Regions from separate parts of the Anser cygnoides genome. Here region 1 is linked to region 2. Evidence: chromatin contacts called from public Hi-C data. All regions are on one chromosome and are shown on one strand. The core of a region is the stretch at or near the end of the contact, and the rest is flanking DNA. Distances in the headings are between cores, read along the strand shown.

Region 1 (6,592 bases), core at 2,262-4,761, 46 kb after region 2:
ATCACTTTGTTGAAGGTATTGCCATTGGAGTAAAAAGGGTAGAAGAGATGAGCTGGGAGGCTTCTGCCATTATTTAATAACTTTAATTTTCCTTATATCAGGCTAGGAGAAAGCCATGCGTCTGGCTATCCACAGTAATTACCAAGTTTTTGTATTCATAACATTAAGCCAATTTCTCCACTGAAGAAAATGGTGTTTAGTATTTAATGCAGGTTTCGATCTGACTCTTCATCCAGTTCTCCCAAAGGATGAATGTGGGATGATGTCTTTCCTCCTAAGAACTGGAAGGGCTTAATTAATTCCTACTGAGTTATGAAGTTATTTTAATACATCATGAAAATCCCATAGCTTTTTCCAAAAGCTTTATGATGAAAATTAGGTAGCAATAAGCAAGAGCTGCATGAAACTGTACAAGACAAATCTCGTAAGTATTTTGATAGGAACAGCATCACAGGGTTAAATACAGCATCATCCTAAAATGGTCAGTTGCTGCTACAGTCAAATGTCTAACACAGCAGTGGCTAATCGGAAAGGTGATGACTTAAGAGGCTGCTTGAATGGGCTGATAAACATTCCTTTCCCTGGTTTAATAGTCAGATCTCAAGTATTTACTGGGAGTTCAATTCATTCATTTATTTTTTTAAAAGCTTTTTGAGTTTACAGGAATATCAGCTGAAGTGGAAGTTGGATTGATTACAGATAGGTAAAGAAGGTGCGGCTTGTCCAGAGGCAGCAGCAGCTAAGGTTCCTTTTTCCTCGGGTTGGGGTGGGTGTCAATCACCACCTAGAAAATATGGGTTAATCATCTTAGGCTTTTTGTATTTACAGCTAATTCCAGGTATGAGCAATGGACTTGTGTTGTGTTTTTTTTCCCCTATGCTTTTCTTAGGACTCCAGCTATTTAAGATAACAATGATTATCTAAATTGTTCTTTAGCACTAATTACTTTTCTGGTGATCTAAGAATTTAAACCTAAGTTGATATAGTGCTACCAAGCTCTAAGTCTCCTTCTAAAGGTCAAACAAGGGCTTGCACGAATCAATATAGTTCATGTAGGGATAAGGCTGTGATATAGGCACTGGAAGCTTAATTTGATGCTTTCTGAGGTCGTCTGGCCTGTTTGTAAATGGATGTACATTGTTTTCCTGGAAGATACTTTCCTATTTGTAGGTGTTGAAGGCAGAGGCAAGTTAAGCACACACCTCCTTATAAAAATAGTTACCTTCTGAGTTCAAAAGCAGTTGACTTTAAGATGAAGGTTGGTTAATGATGGATTTGGAGAACAAGATTATGTAGAAAAAGGCATGATGCAGTGGTAGTGCCTGTTAATGCAGTAAGCTTATGATGAACAGAGGTGAATTTGAACTAATGGCTATACAACTTGTCAAACCACTGACCTCTGAGGTAATGAGAACGATGCTGGATGTTTTATTTAGAATCTTCTGAGCATCATAAAAGAATTGTAGGAGTCAGAGTGCTTGTCAGAGACGTTAAATCATGTAAATAAATAACAATTACAAGTTTTTTTGTAAAAAAAAAAAAAAAAAAAGGCAAGAGGATATTCTTGCAATGTTTGAAGTGTTCGTTGCTTGAGCACTCTTTGATATGTCTGGTGTGAGAAGGGATCACGTTGCAAGGACTTGCCCAAGGCTGCCCCTTGGTTTGTGCTGGCGTAGCAGGTGCTGGTTGGTTGGTTGAATAATAGACCCTGAGATTTTGTTTTCATCTGCTAGTATGCCTATCCTCATAGTACTGCTCTTCAGCTTTTCCACGTTTAGGTCTTTTTTTCAGCACCCTGTTTTACGCTTCCCAGGACAGCTGCATTTGAAAGAAAGGACTCCCATAGCGGCAGGCTGTGTACCTAGAAACAATCTTTCAGCGCTAAAGTTAGAGTAAGGTTTAGTTGATCACTTTCAGTGCTGCTAAGATGATGAAAATGAGTGTTTGGATTTGTTGTGCATCACAAGCAATGACCCGCTGCTGCCACTAGCTATATTTTTCCAGTAACTGCAATCCAATGTTCGAACTATATTGCAACATGGCAAGAAAGTCCTTCTAGTATTCTGAATCCTTTGCAGGTTGCAGTTGGTTTTACAGCTGTGTGTATTTTTTTTCCTAGATCTGACCTTCAGTCTGTCTTGCTTATTGTGGCAGGGAACTCCTTTGGGCTGTCCGATGTCTGGGCCTCCTCTATCACAGCGTGCCAGTCCCGCGGGGCAGCGTCCCGGTACGTCCCAGCCTGATGGCCACTGCCACCGCCACCGCGAGCTGGACGCGAGCTATCCGCTGTGCCCGGGGGCAAGGCGAAGGGGAACTGGGGGCAGAGGTGTCCCTTCGTCTTGTCATACCTCGGATTAAATGTGGCTGAACCAGATTTAGCTAGCAGCAGAGTTTGGGGTTGGATTCTAGCTTGCTGCCTGACCTGTTCTTCCCATGAAAACAAGTGCCTCCACAAGCTAACAAGTCTGGAAGCACGAGAATCCGTCTAACATCATATATTACAGACAGCGCATCTTTTTTGTCTGTCCTGAGCTGTGCATCTTACCACCTCATCACCTATATTCTCTTCCTAATGGTGCCTCATTAATATTTTAGCCATTGTGATCCTTCAAGGTGTGTTTTGGCAGGCAAAGCCAGCACGTACCTGCGACACCCTGAAGCCCGTCCGGCTGCTGAGGGCGTTACGCCAGAGAGCCTCACGGTCCTCGTGCAGACCTGGTTCCTTACGTCTTATCTGAGAGCCCTGCCCAGCCAACAGCATGGAATTCTGTTTATCCAGCTCGGCAAGATAAAGGCGCGAGTTGCAAGGGTTTAGACTGATACTGCCAGACTTTTCTGTATTCCTGCGTGGAACATTAAACCACTCCTGTCTGTATTCTTTCATCTCTGGGGTTTTGAACTGCTGCTTGTTTTTCACTTGAATCACTTTGTTGGTTTACCTTAAACTGTTTCCTCTTAAAACACTAATCCATGTAGGATTATTAATTTGCTCATTTTTTGAATGAGCTTACTGGGCGAGAGTGATTTTTATCTGCTGTTTTGAGGTAATGGGTATATATATCATGCTGTTTTCTCTTGTAGTTTTCCCAGCAGATTTTTTTTATTAGTTAGAACTGAAATAGAGATTGCTTTTTATTTTTTTTCCTAGTCTGTTTACTTGCTTTTGAACTTTAATCCTCTAGACTGAAGTTCAGTTTTCTTGTTCAGAGCAGTGGGACTTTATTGGGGGGTGTAACTAGCTTCGTCACTTGTGGTTTTTGCCTTTTTATTCCCCTCAGGTAGTATTCTGTGATGTGTTTCTAAATTGGATTTTTCCTTCTTCAACAAAACTTTTTTTCCCTCCTCTTCCTGGTGTATCAAATCTGGGAAAAATTGCTTTGATAGCTCTTCGTTCCTGAGGGGGGGTGGTCTACTGTCCTGCCCTTTCTTTGCCTTTGTTTACATAGGCAGAGACCGAGCTGTATTGCGTTTCTCATCAGATGCACTTTGACTTTACTGTTATTCCTGCAGTCATTTGATGCAATTTGGGAAACTCATAATATACTCCTTTTAACGCTGCTGGAAACGATTTTGCAAGCCTTCAGGACCAAAGATTTCTAGAATTCTGTTTTACTCTCAAGTCTTTTAGATGTATGCTATATAATGAGGGCTTTGGATCCTTTTGAGTGTTTCTTTTCTTGTCTGTCAGTTTCTGTTAGTCTTGCAGTAAACTTCAGTGCTACCTTGATAAAGTAAATGCATGCAGGTCATTGTGTTGGGGGTCAAGTTAATTTTTATGCTCTTGTAAACACAAACATTTCACAATTTTAATTGATTTTTTTTTATTTCTGTTAGCTTATTTAGCTGTTAGAAAAACGTACGAGTACTTGGACTCTATTTTTTGGGGAAAGACGATCTAATTTGAATGAAGTCACTGCTTTGGGGAAAGAGAAAGGAGGTGGCTTCTGCACTGGCTGGATCAGCTGAGCTGAGCCTCCTGGGCAGTGGGATAAGCAGATTTTTTTCTTCAGGTAGCTTTTTTTCTTCAGGTAGCTCTTGCATGATCTGAGGTACTTGACATTAGAAGTTGCTAGTTGTTTTAAGTTTGTGGGCTATGATAAATCAGATTGTCTTCTCAGGAAGCATACTGGTTTGTTTTACTGCCTTGTGACTCTTCGGTTCTTAAAAGCAGCCCAGTTCGTCATACAGTCCTGTCCACTGCGTGCTGCAGTGGCTGCCCAGCCCTTCCTCTGCCTCGCACCTGACAAGTAACGTGAGGTCCATTTTGCCATCTTCTCTGGTATTTCTTAGTTGCGGTCAGTTTGGAAGGTAACACAACTTCGTTCAAGTCAGCTGGATGTCTTTAGCTTCTCTGTATAGAATTAGTATAGTCTTGTTGAAGTAACAAATAATCTAGACTGATGTTTGTACAGAGAAGTCAACGTTTAATATTCAGTCTGATGGTGCTGAGGATTAGAGACTGAAGATACCTTGGTATATTGTGGCCTGGATTAAAAGACCAGGTAATGCCAGATTTCTGGCTTCTAACAGCAAGCTTGAGAAATGACTGTTGTATGATAATCCCCTGCATGACTAGTCGTGTGGAACTTCAGAATATTCTTGCAATATTTAAAGGTACTTTACTGCCGACACAGATATGTATTCCAGGGGGAAGATCAGTCTGCACTGGCTCTGACAGAGACTCAACTACCAAACTCGTCTCCCTCCAGAGAAAAAGTTCCGTGTGCGACTGAAGGAGAAAAATGGGCTGCACTGCCAGCGCGGTGCAGCTCTTGATGGCGGTTGTAACAGATCTGGGCTGTAGCTCTCAGTGCATCAAATACAGGAAGATAAAAAACGGGCCTCTCGGGCAAACAGTTACATAGCAGAATTCCTTGGCGCAAGAGCATCGAAGCCAGAAGTTTCTTGGCGTTCTGACCGCATTCCTTTTCCAGTATGTGCTCAGAATAACTCGGGACTTTTTGGAGCAGAAGTGGGACAAACTTCTGAATGTAGATATAAAAGTCTATGCTCAGTTTAGCTGTTTGGTTGCAGCTTTGAAAATACATTAGGTTTTGATAAAATTGCTGTTTGGTAGGGGGCTGTATTCCTTTTTCTCTGATTTAAAGTAATTTAAAAAATCTGTAATGCTTAAACAAAAGCAGATGCTATTGATTATGTTGTTTGTTCATTTTGAATGTTATGCTTATATTGAGAGAGAGGAAAAGTTTCTGTACAAGTTGGTGGTACAGCATAAATGCATTAGACCTTTTTTGGTCCTCATAAGAATTGCTTTGGGTTTGTTATTGGGCTTCAATGATAGCCACAGTTCCGTGCTATGCCTTAAAGTTTGATCTATTTTTGTTCAGTTCTGTGACTTCAAAGCGGTTTTGTTTTGGGTTTCAGATGGACGAAGATTGCATTTGTAGTACAAGCAAAAGCGCTTCCTGAATTTGAGATTGGTTTATTCCAGTCACAGTTCTTTAATCTTCCCCTGGAAATGATAAAACTCAGTGGTGGAATTATATTATGTGAAAGAAGACGTGGGATGTATAAGACAAGACCTCTGGCAATGTGGTGTTGCGCCAGCTCTGGCCAGGAGGTCAGAAGCGCTGAAGGAAATGAGAGCGAGGAGAGCTGCTCCAGGCTGCTGCGGGTGGCAGCCCCGGGAGCCCCCTGGGGACGGTGGCGTGAGCAGCCTCTGCGAGGTTCCAAGGGCATGGCCGTACGGTCTCAGCATTGCGCCTTGGTAGATGCCCATGTTCTCTTACGGTAAACGTGTGGTGGCTTTTCCACCTGAGGAAGTGGGGTACAGCGTAACAGAATGGGACGTGCCCACCTGTGCTGTTCCTGCCTGTGCCTTGGTTTACATAGCATTGGTGAAGTTGGTGTAAAACTTGAAGATGGGGATCGATTCTGAATCAAAGAATCGTTTCTGCTTGAGAGTATGAATTAGACTGGGCAGGAAAATATATATATTTACTCAGATGGGATGAGGTGGTGTCTTTTTCAATATTGTTTTTCAAAAGAGGTGATTTTGCACGTGTTGAAGGTGTTTTGGGGGGGAAGTAAGCAAGTGCAAATCTACATTGGCATAATTCAACTGCAGAAAGTGTCTGTTCCAGTGTAAACACAGTAACCACTTCAGGGGAAAATTCTGAAATATACACTGCAATCTGGAGGGATGGGCGTTGTGGTTAAATATTAACACCCATAAAAACATACTGCTGTTGGAAATACACTGCAGAGTGAGCTCTTTCTTCATGTTAGCATGTTGCGAAGTAGGAACGCGGTCATCCATACGTAGCAGCTACAATCCTTTCAATGGTTATGTGCCCAATAGAAAATTGCTTGTTGAGCAGTATAAAGCAAAATGGCCAGAGTAACCAGACTGTCTTTTTTCTCATTTCAGTAGGTGCTTTTAGAATTTAGGCTCCCAGACACTGAGAAGTCATGTGCCAGCTTTGAAGACAATCTAATACTGTTAATTAGGTACCAGTTTTATTTCCTTTCCCAAGAAAATGGAGGCAATTTGTAACTTAGGCAAAAAACAAACAAAAACAACCTGCCAACTTTTCTCCTTTCTAACCTTCATTAGTGAAACTAGTAAATT
Region 2 (6,582 bases), core at 2,547-5,046:
ACGTATAACAGGTATGTGGTTGAGTTCTATACTTCAGTAAGGCAAAGCAGGATGAACCAAAATCAGTCAGGTGTGCTCCCATCTCACAGACCGTTTCATTATTTGTTGCTGAAAATTTCAAGGAGAATCCAAACCATAATGTACTTGGTTGATGCTACCTGAATCTCATGGTCAGTGTCTGTGACTGAATGACTAGGAAGCAGAATAGGTCCTTGACAGAGGGCACCTGATGGATATTCGTTTTAGGGGACTTCTGTTGACATAGGAGAAGTTTGCTGTGAGCATCAAGGCTGCCAGAGCAGAGCTCAGTTTCTCAGTTTCAAGGCATTGGGTTAGACTTGTGTGTGTTCTAAAAGCAGTGACTTGCCATTTAGTACCTTCGGAATGAAAGATCCCGGTTTACATTAACTTCCCAATGGCTATTCAGCCAACCTGCTTCTGCAGGAATCTTCCCAATACTTATCGTGGGAGACACCACAACAAGTGCCAGCACTGATGATGCTTTCATTTTTTCCTTTACAGACACATGAGAGTGAAGCGGGAGCTGGAACCCAAGAGTACCAAAACAGCAATGCCACCTGCTTTAGGGCAGAACAGCGACAGCGTTACTCAGCATCCTGCAGTGACTTTCATACCTGTCGACATCCACATGCAGAGCAGACAACTGTGAACACGTGTCCTCCTGTGAGAGAAAAGACCTGGAGTTCTTATTCACGTGGACCTGGGCCTCACAGCAAAGTGACACTGCACTGGGAACAGTGATAGCTGTTATCATGTCTATAGATTGTAATTAGCCCTGCCTTCTCTCTTTGGGAGGAGAACTAAACAATCCGAACACTTTCTGTATGATGAAAATCAACTGGTGAAGGCATACAGCCCATGAGAAATGCAATGAACCTTTTTACAGAGCTCTGGGTACAGAAAGACAAAATAGGCCAAGCCTATTCGTTGGAAGAAATGGTGCAAACTCATATTTTGTGGAGCTTTTGCTTACTCAGAATTTGAGCTTTTTCTATTCTGCAATGACTGATGATAAATGGAAGAAAAATTTGGACATGCAAGCTGCAACTCAGGTTGAACCTGGGTTTGTTAAGATTTATGTGAAACAGGTTTGTAGCCTATTTTATACATGATGGATAGCATGGGAAGTAGCAAAACTGTAAGTAGCAAAATTGTATTTATCTTTAGTTATCTTTTGTGTTTCTAATACCGCATATGTATGGTTTTAGACAGAAAAGTTACTTTTTATTTTCAAGTATTTTTGAAACATTTCTATAAACTTGGTAACTTGTCTGTTTCCAGATGAACTGTATGTCCAAGGGTTTTCAATTTCATGCCAAGATTGCTGCTCTAGGTTCACTACTGCTGTTGCATTAGAGTATTTAGACTAAGAGCCTGAGAAGTTCTTTAATTGCAAAAAAAAAGATGGAAAGGCACTATAAAGCAAGTGAGGGTTTATGCAACTACTTTTCTACAACTTGAAAACATCCTGAAATGTTTGTCCCCTAATGCAGGCTAGGCTTGAAATAGTTTTAATTTTTTCTGCTCTTGTAGAAAGTATTTGAAAGTGATGTTGATCTGCAAGTGTGATGGCTGTGGGTGTACAGTAATGCACCAAAGAAATTCCCAAGGATATTTGACAGCCCACTGAGTCTGATCACACAGTGGCATTGTGAAGACGTTCTGTGGCTTATTGTCTCAAGTGTGCATATCAAAGCATCCCTGAAGCACTGGCAGACGGGATAGATAGTATTAGGAAGACGAGGAGTGAAACCCCATTTTATGGAGAAACAGCTCCGCTCTTTGACAGATACACCTTGAATTGTAAGAAATCACGCACTTGACCGGCTACATAGTGTGAAGCAAATACAGCAGTAACGGTCTGGATTTATCGCATTAAGTTTCTCTTACGTTTAGACAATCCCAGAGGTTAGCTCTAAGCTACTGTGACCATTAGAGGGCTCCAGCCTGCTTGCAGACCACAGTAAAATTTAGTAGGGTATTTGAACTCCTTTTTGGGAGCTGCAGAGAGAGGTTACTCATCAAACTGAGTCACAGAGAACCTGCGGCCCAAAGCAGCTTTTCTTTGTCTTGCGGCAGTTCCCTTGCTGTTCTTCTCAATGCTGTCACAAGTCATGACCCCCTCGAACAGTTACTGTTCTTAAATCATGCAGCACCAAAACGAAGCTGACCATTCTGAGAGTAAAGTGGTAAGGGACAGGAGTGATACACTGATGTACTTTTCTCCAAGATGTGAAAACATCTCTTTAACAGGTTATTTTTACTAACTTATTTTTGTGCAGAAACTTAATTCAATTACTCTGCGATTTCTTTAATGAAACTTGAGCACAGTTTGAATTTCAAACTAAATACTAAGACAGCTGTTTGTGAAGTTTCTGAACCTTGTAAATATTTTACTTGTCCAAGTTCTGTAACTTACTCTGGTGGCATGAATAATTGATATAATAATTCAGAAGAGGTTGCAGAAGCCAATGGAATTTTTATAGAGGAGCTGGCCTCCTGCTTCCATTTCTGAACATCTAAAGCTGTTTTTTGAGCATGTTCTATCGTATCCAAATCCGGATCTTTAGAAAAGCTAAACCTCATCTTGCTGTTATCTTTTTAACATTATCAGGCAGACCTGCTTCTAACAAATTGTTTGCTTTCCATTTATAGAATTTCATAACAACGAAGTTCACCTTGTTTCACTGAAGCGGAACACACAATACTTCCATAAACCATTCTGTACTGGTAATCACTACTATTGGCTGAATAATCCCTGCCTTACCCACACTAACAGCTCAACCTGGAAAACTCACTGTGCTGTTCTACCAGTAACATCTGCCTTTGGTTGGCACCGCCTGGGAGGTCCCCACCACCCGGTGTGCCTCCATCAGCACAATCCCTAGCGATATCAGCACAATCCTTAGCGATATGGTTTAGTGGAGTACTTAGTGTTAGGTCGGAGGTTGGACTCGATGATCTTGAGGTCTCTTCCAACCTAGAAATCTGTGATACTGTGATTCTGAGTCTGCTGACCAGGCCAACTCAGCCTAAGGGCACACGGCACCACATTTCCACCGCGGTACCACCGTGACACGCGTGTAACGCACTTTGGATTCAGGCTTTCCAGGAACAAGCCCGCACTGCCCCTGTCCTGAAACAGGAGCTGCCCGAGGCCCCGTCTGCCCTGCCCTGCCCAGGCAGCCGCCTTCCCGTTGGGGTGGTGGTGTTTTTTAAATCTCTCCTTTGGGTGCCTTTGTGTGCAGGCCCGCCGTCACGCAGACCTGTTTAAAAAAGCAAAACGCTGAGAGCTGCTACGCGAAATTGCTCTGTTAAAAGAAAACAAAACAGATCTTGTAAGCCTCTGGGGAGAACGGGCGCCGTGAGCCGGCGGCGCCGTGACAGGACGGCGAGGCTGCCGTCTGCCCTGCGGGCCCCGCGGCCGGCCCCGAGCCCCGGAAACTGCCGGGGGCGAGCTCCGGGCCTGCCGTACGCGGCCTTCTCCCGCCGGGCCGCTGAGGACGAGCGGCCGGTGTGGGGCTCCCGCCGCTGTTGGGCTCCGGCCGGCCCCGCGCGCCCCCTCCCGGCCCCGCCGCTGCCTTGGGGCGGGGCTGGGCCCTGGGAACCGCCCCCGCCCCGCCCCCCGCCAACGTCTCGCGAGAAGAGGATTCACAGCTCCACAGCCCCGCACAGCCGCCCCCGGAACGTCGCGCTTTCCGATTGGCCAGTTCCGGCGCGCTTACCTGGCCTCTGTGCCCGCATCCGCCAATCGGCGGGCGCCGGAGAGCCTTTGCGGAGCGCCCGGCTCCGCCCCCCTCGCCCCCTTCCGATCGTGCTGCGCGCAGGCGCGCCGCGCTCTCCTCCCCCCTCCTCAGCGCCAGGAGCGTGCGAGGGGCTCGCGGCGCGCGGTGCACGCCGGGACGGCAGCGCGCTGCGGCCAGGAGGAGGTGGAGGAGGCAAGATGGACGCGGGCTTCTTCCGCGTAAGTGCCGGCCCCGGCAGCGGGCGGCCGGGCGGGGAGGGCGCCGGGGTCGCCCCGGCGGGCAGCGGGAGGCCGGGCCGGGCCGCCGCGGGCCCCGCCGCCCCCGCCGGGGAAGGAAGGCGCTGGCGCGGCGCTCCCCGAGCAGCGCCGCCGTGCCCCCCGCCCCCGCCCTGCGCAGGCTCCTGCGAGCGGCGGCCGCGCAGAAAATGGCGGCGGGACCGAGGCGGCGCGGGGCGGCCGGGGCCGGGGGCGGGGCGCTGCCCGCCGGGGTGCCCGGGGGCTCCCGAGGCCGCCGCTCCCCGCGCGGGGCCCGGGGGAGGCGGAGGAGGGGAAGGGGGGTCCCGGCGCGTCGGGGCCTGCCCTGCGCGGGCACGGCCGCGGCCGCCTCACGGGCTGAGCCCCTGGGGCCTTGAAGCGCGGGGCGGGGGGGGGGGGGAGCCGGGGTTTGCAGTGAGACGTGCTGGTTCAGAGGAAATAAACAGAAGTGCCCTGCGTTGGAGAGTGGGGACTTAAAGCTCCGTGGCGTGAAGATTATTCAGTACTTTAGGAAATAAGCTGGGGATATATTTCTTCCTAAGCTTTTCTTCCACTAATTAAAATTGATCTGTTTTTAAGAGGACTTCCGTGGCTGTTTTGAGAGTACTTAATTTTACACGGAATTTAGCTGACGGAGAGTCGTTGACCAATTCAGCCCAGTTATTTTGTATTCCTGCAACAGGGATGCTTTTAAAACATGGGAGCACGTGTATCCCTTCACTTAATCAGTTTTATGCTAATGTGCTAGCCTGGTAAAAATGTCATAAGCATGCTACAAAATGAGTTGAAGAGAAAAATAATTACAAGTTAAACCTATATTTGTCCTTTCTGGTGCCATTCTTTGGAAGTTTACAGACCGAATAATTGTCACTTATAGTGCAATGACTGGGACTGAAAACACTGAATCAGAAGTTGAGTATTCTTTTAGACTGGGCTGTGAAAGGTGTCTAATTGAAAAAAAAATCAAAACATGGTAGTGAAACAGGATTGTAAATAATTCTTTAGACAGTTGGAAAAGTTAAAAACCAAGACATTCTTGAATGATCTGGTGAGTATTGCATCTGTTGCTGAGGTGTAGGTTGCAAATGCTATAAACAGATTTAAACATACTTAATCCTGGCAGGTGTCTGGGCCACAATGAGTCTTTAGAATTCCTGTGTTCCAAGGTTGCAAACAGGAATGTTAGTGGTTTCAGTTCCCATTCTGTATTTGACGAATTTGGAGTGTATTACATTGCTAATTCAGGGTGTTTTCTCACCAAATGAAGTGGTTACCCTGGAATTTTGAGCTTTTTATCTTTCGGTTCCTTAGCAGGTGTTATTGCTTGCATGCAACCCATTCTTTCCATGCACAGGAAATTGAATGTATTAAATTCCTGTGTTCTTCATCAGTCACGTTGATTTCCTGAATAAACTTTATTTCACATGTGAATTGTGAGATTTTGAATCGTTAACGGGTTATTAGTGCTTGGATGCAATTCTGCACGTACTTCAGTTCATGTGCGGTTGTTTACTTCCATGCAAGTAAATTTTGCAGACACGGGCTTTCAAGTCTTCCAGTTCCAAATGATTTCATCCATAGTTTCTGTTCATGAAAGTGGAACAAGTTGGTGAACTTTAACAGAGCATGATCAATAAAATAGTATTCTTTGTACTCTTGCTGACTCCGTGTTAGCTAATTTGCTTGAGAGCTTTACCCAGGGGCTTCATAGATGTCACTGTAGCCAAATACAATGTTTTTGTTACTGGAAAGGGGAAGAAGAACTTAAGCCTGAGGAGTTTGCGAGTTCCAGCATAGGTCCTTATCATCGCAGTTCAGCACTACAGTACTTTTAAAATTTGCAAGTAGTGTGCCGGGGAGATTATATGATTAAGGTGTCACTGTAGAGTTAGGAGATTGCCTAGCCCTAAATCTTCAGCGGTAGGTGATGACTGCAGTGCTAAAATAGAAAGGCACTTGAAAAGGCTCATTTGTGTGCAGAATGGTGTCACTGGTGTTGCAAATACATGGCAAAGATTATATAGGAAACCAATACTAAAAGTTGGATGGATGTCATGCAGACTAAACATCTTTTTTTCCTGTGCTTTAGGGAACAAGTGCAGAACAGGACAATCGCTTCAGCAACAAACAGAAGAAACTGTTGAAGCAGTTGAAATTTGCAGAATGCTTAGAAAAGAAGGTAAGCTGATTAGGATGAGGTGGGGAAGTAAGACAAATGAATCAAATACAATTCTAAATGGAGTAGTCAGGTGTCTCGGGGTATGTACAGGAATTTCATATCCTCTAGTACAGTTTTAGAGGAAATGTGGAATGTCTGCTTGAGCATCAAGAATACAGTACTTACATACCTGATCAAGTTAAAATGCTAAATGTTGGTGGGTTTTTACGTAAAATATGGCTTCAAAATAAATCAGAAGATGCCAAGTAATTTAGAATTCTAAGCATTCTTAAATGTTTCTCCTTTGTTTTTGTTTTGGATTTTCTTAGTTCCTAGAATAGCATGTTGGAAATGCATGCTGGTTATCCTGTAGGTGAAGGCGAAGCAATGGTAGTCCTTATGG

Evidence for each region. A called contact is a pair of places that touch in the nucleus more often than the background predicts.
Region 1: a Hi-C map of liver shows a contact between it and region 2, with 13 times the contacts expected there. The contact joins the enhancer-like site here to the promoter of SRRM1 in region 2. A contact is called at or near these places in 3 of 7 Hi-C or Micro-C datasets (granulosa cells and liver).

The regions. Positions count from the first base shown.
Region 1 is chr24:7,433,655-7,440,246 of Taihu_goose_T2T_genome, forward strand. All of the region lies in intron 1 of CLIC4 (chloride intracellular channel 4), which reads left to right. Among named protein-coding and RNA genes, the nearest start is that of CLIC4, 11 kb to the left of the region's middle. Within about 2 kb of position 3,512, at least 1 of the 3 cell types and tissues checked has open chromatin away from gene starts, as enhancers often do. A contact at or near this core is called in liver, where this site is marked.
Region 2 is chr24:7,387,578-7,394,159 of Taihu_goose_T2T_genome, forward strand. It overlaps SRRM1 (serine and arginine repetitive matrix 1), which reads left to right and starts at 3,797. Exons shown (of 19, transcript XM_066982690.1): 1 at 3,797-3,985; 2 at 6,111-6,200. LOC136786909 (a long non-coding RNA gene) reads right to left here and starts at 3,885. Exons shown (of 2, transcript XR_010826508.1): 1 at 3,747-3,885; 2 at 1-3,287. It overlaps NCMAP (non-compact myelin associated protein), which reads left to right. Exons shown (of 4, transcript XM_013184174.3): 3 at 1-11; 4 at 523-1,307. The coding sequence ends at 670.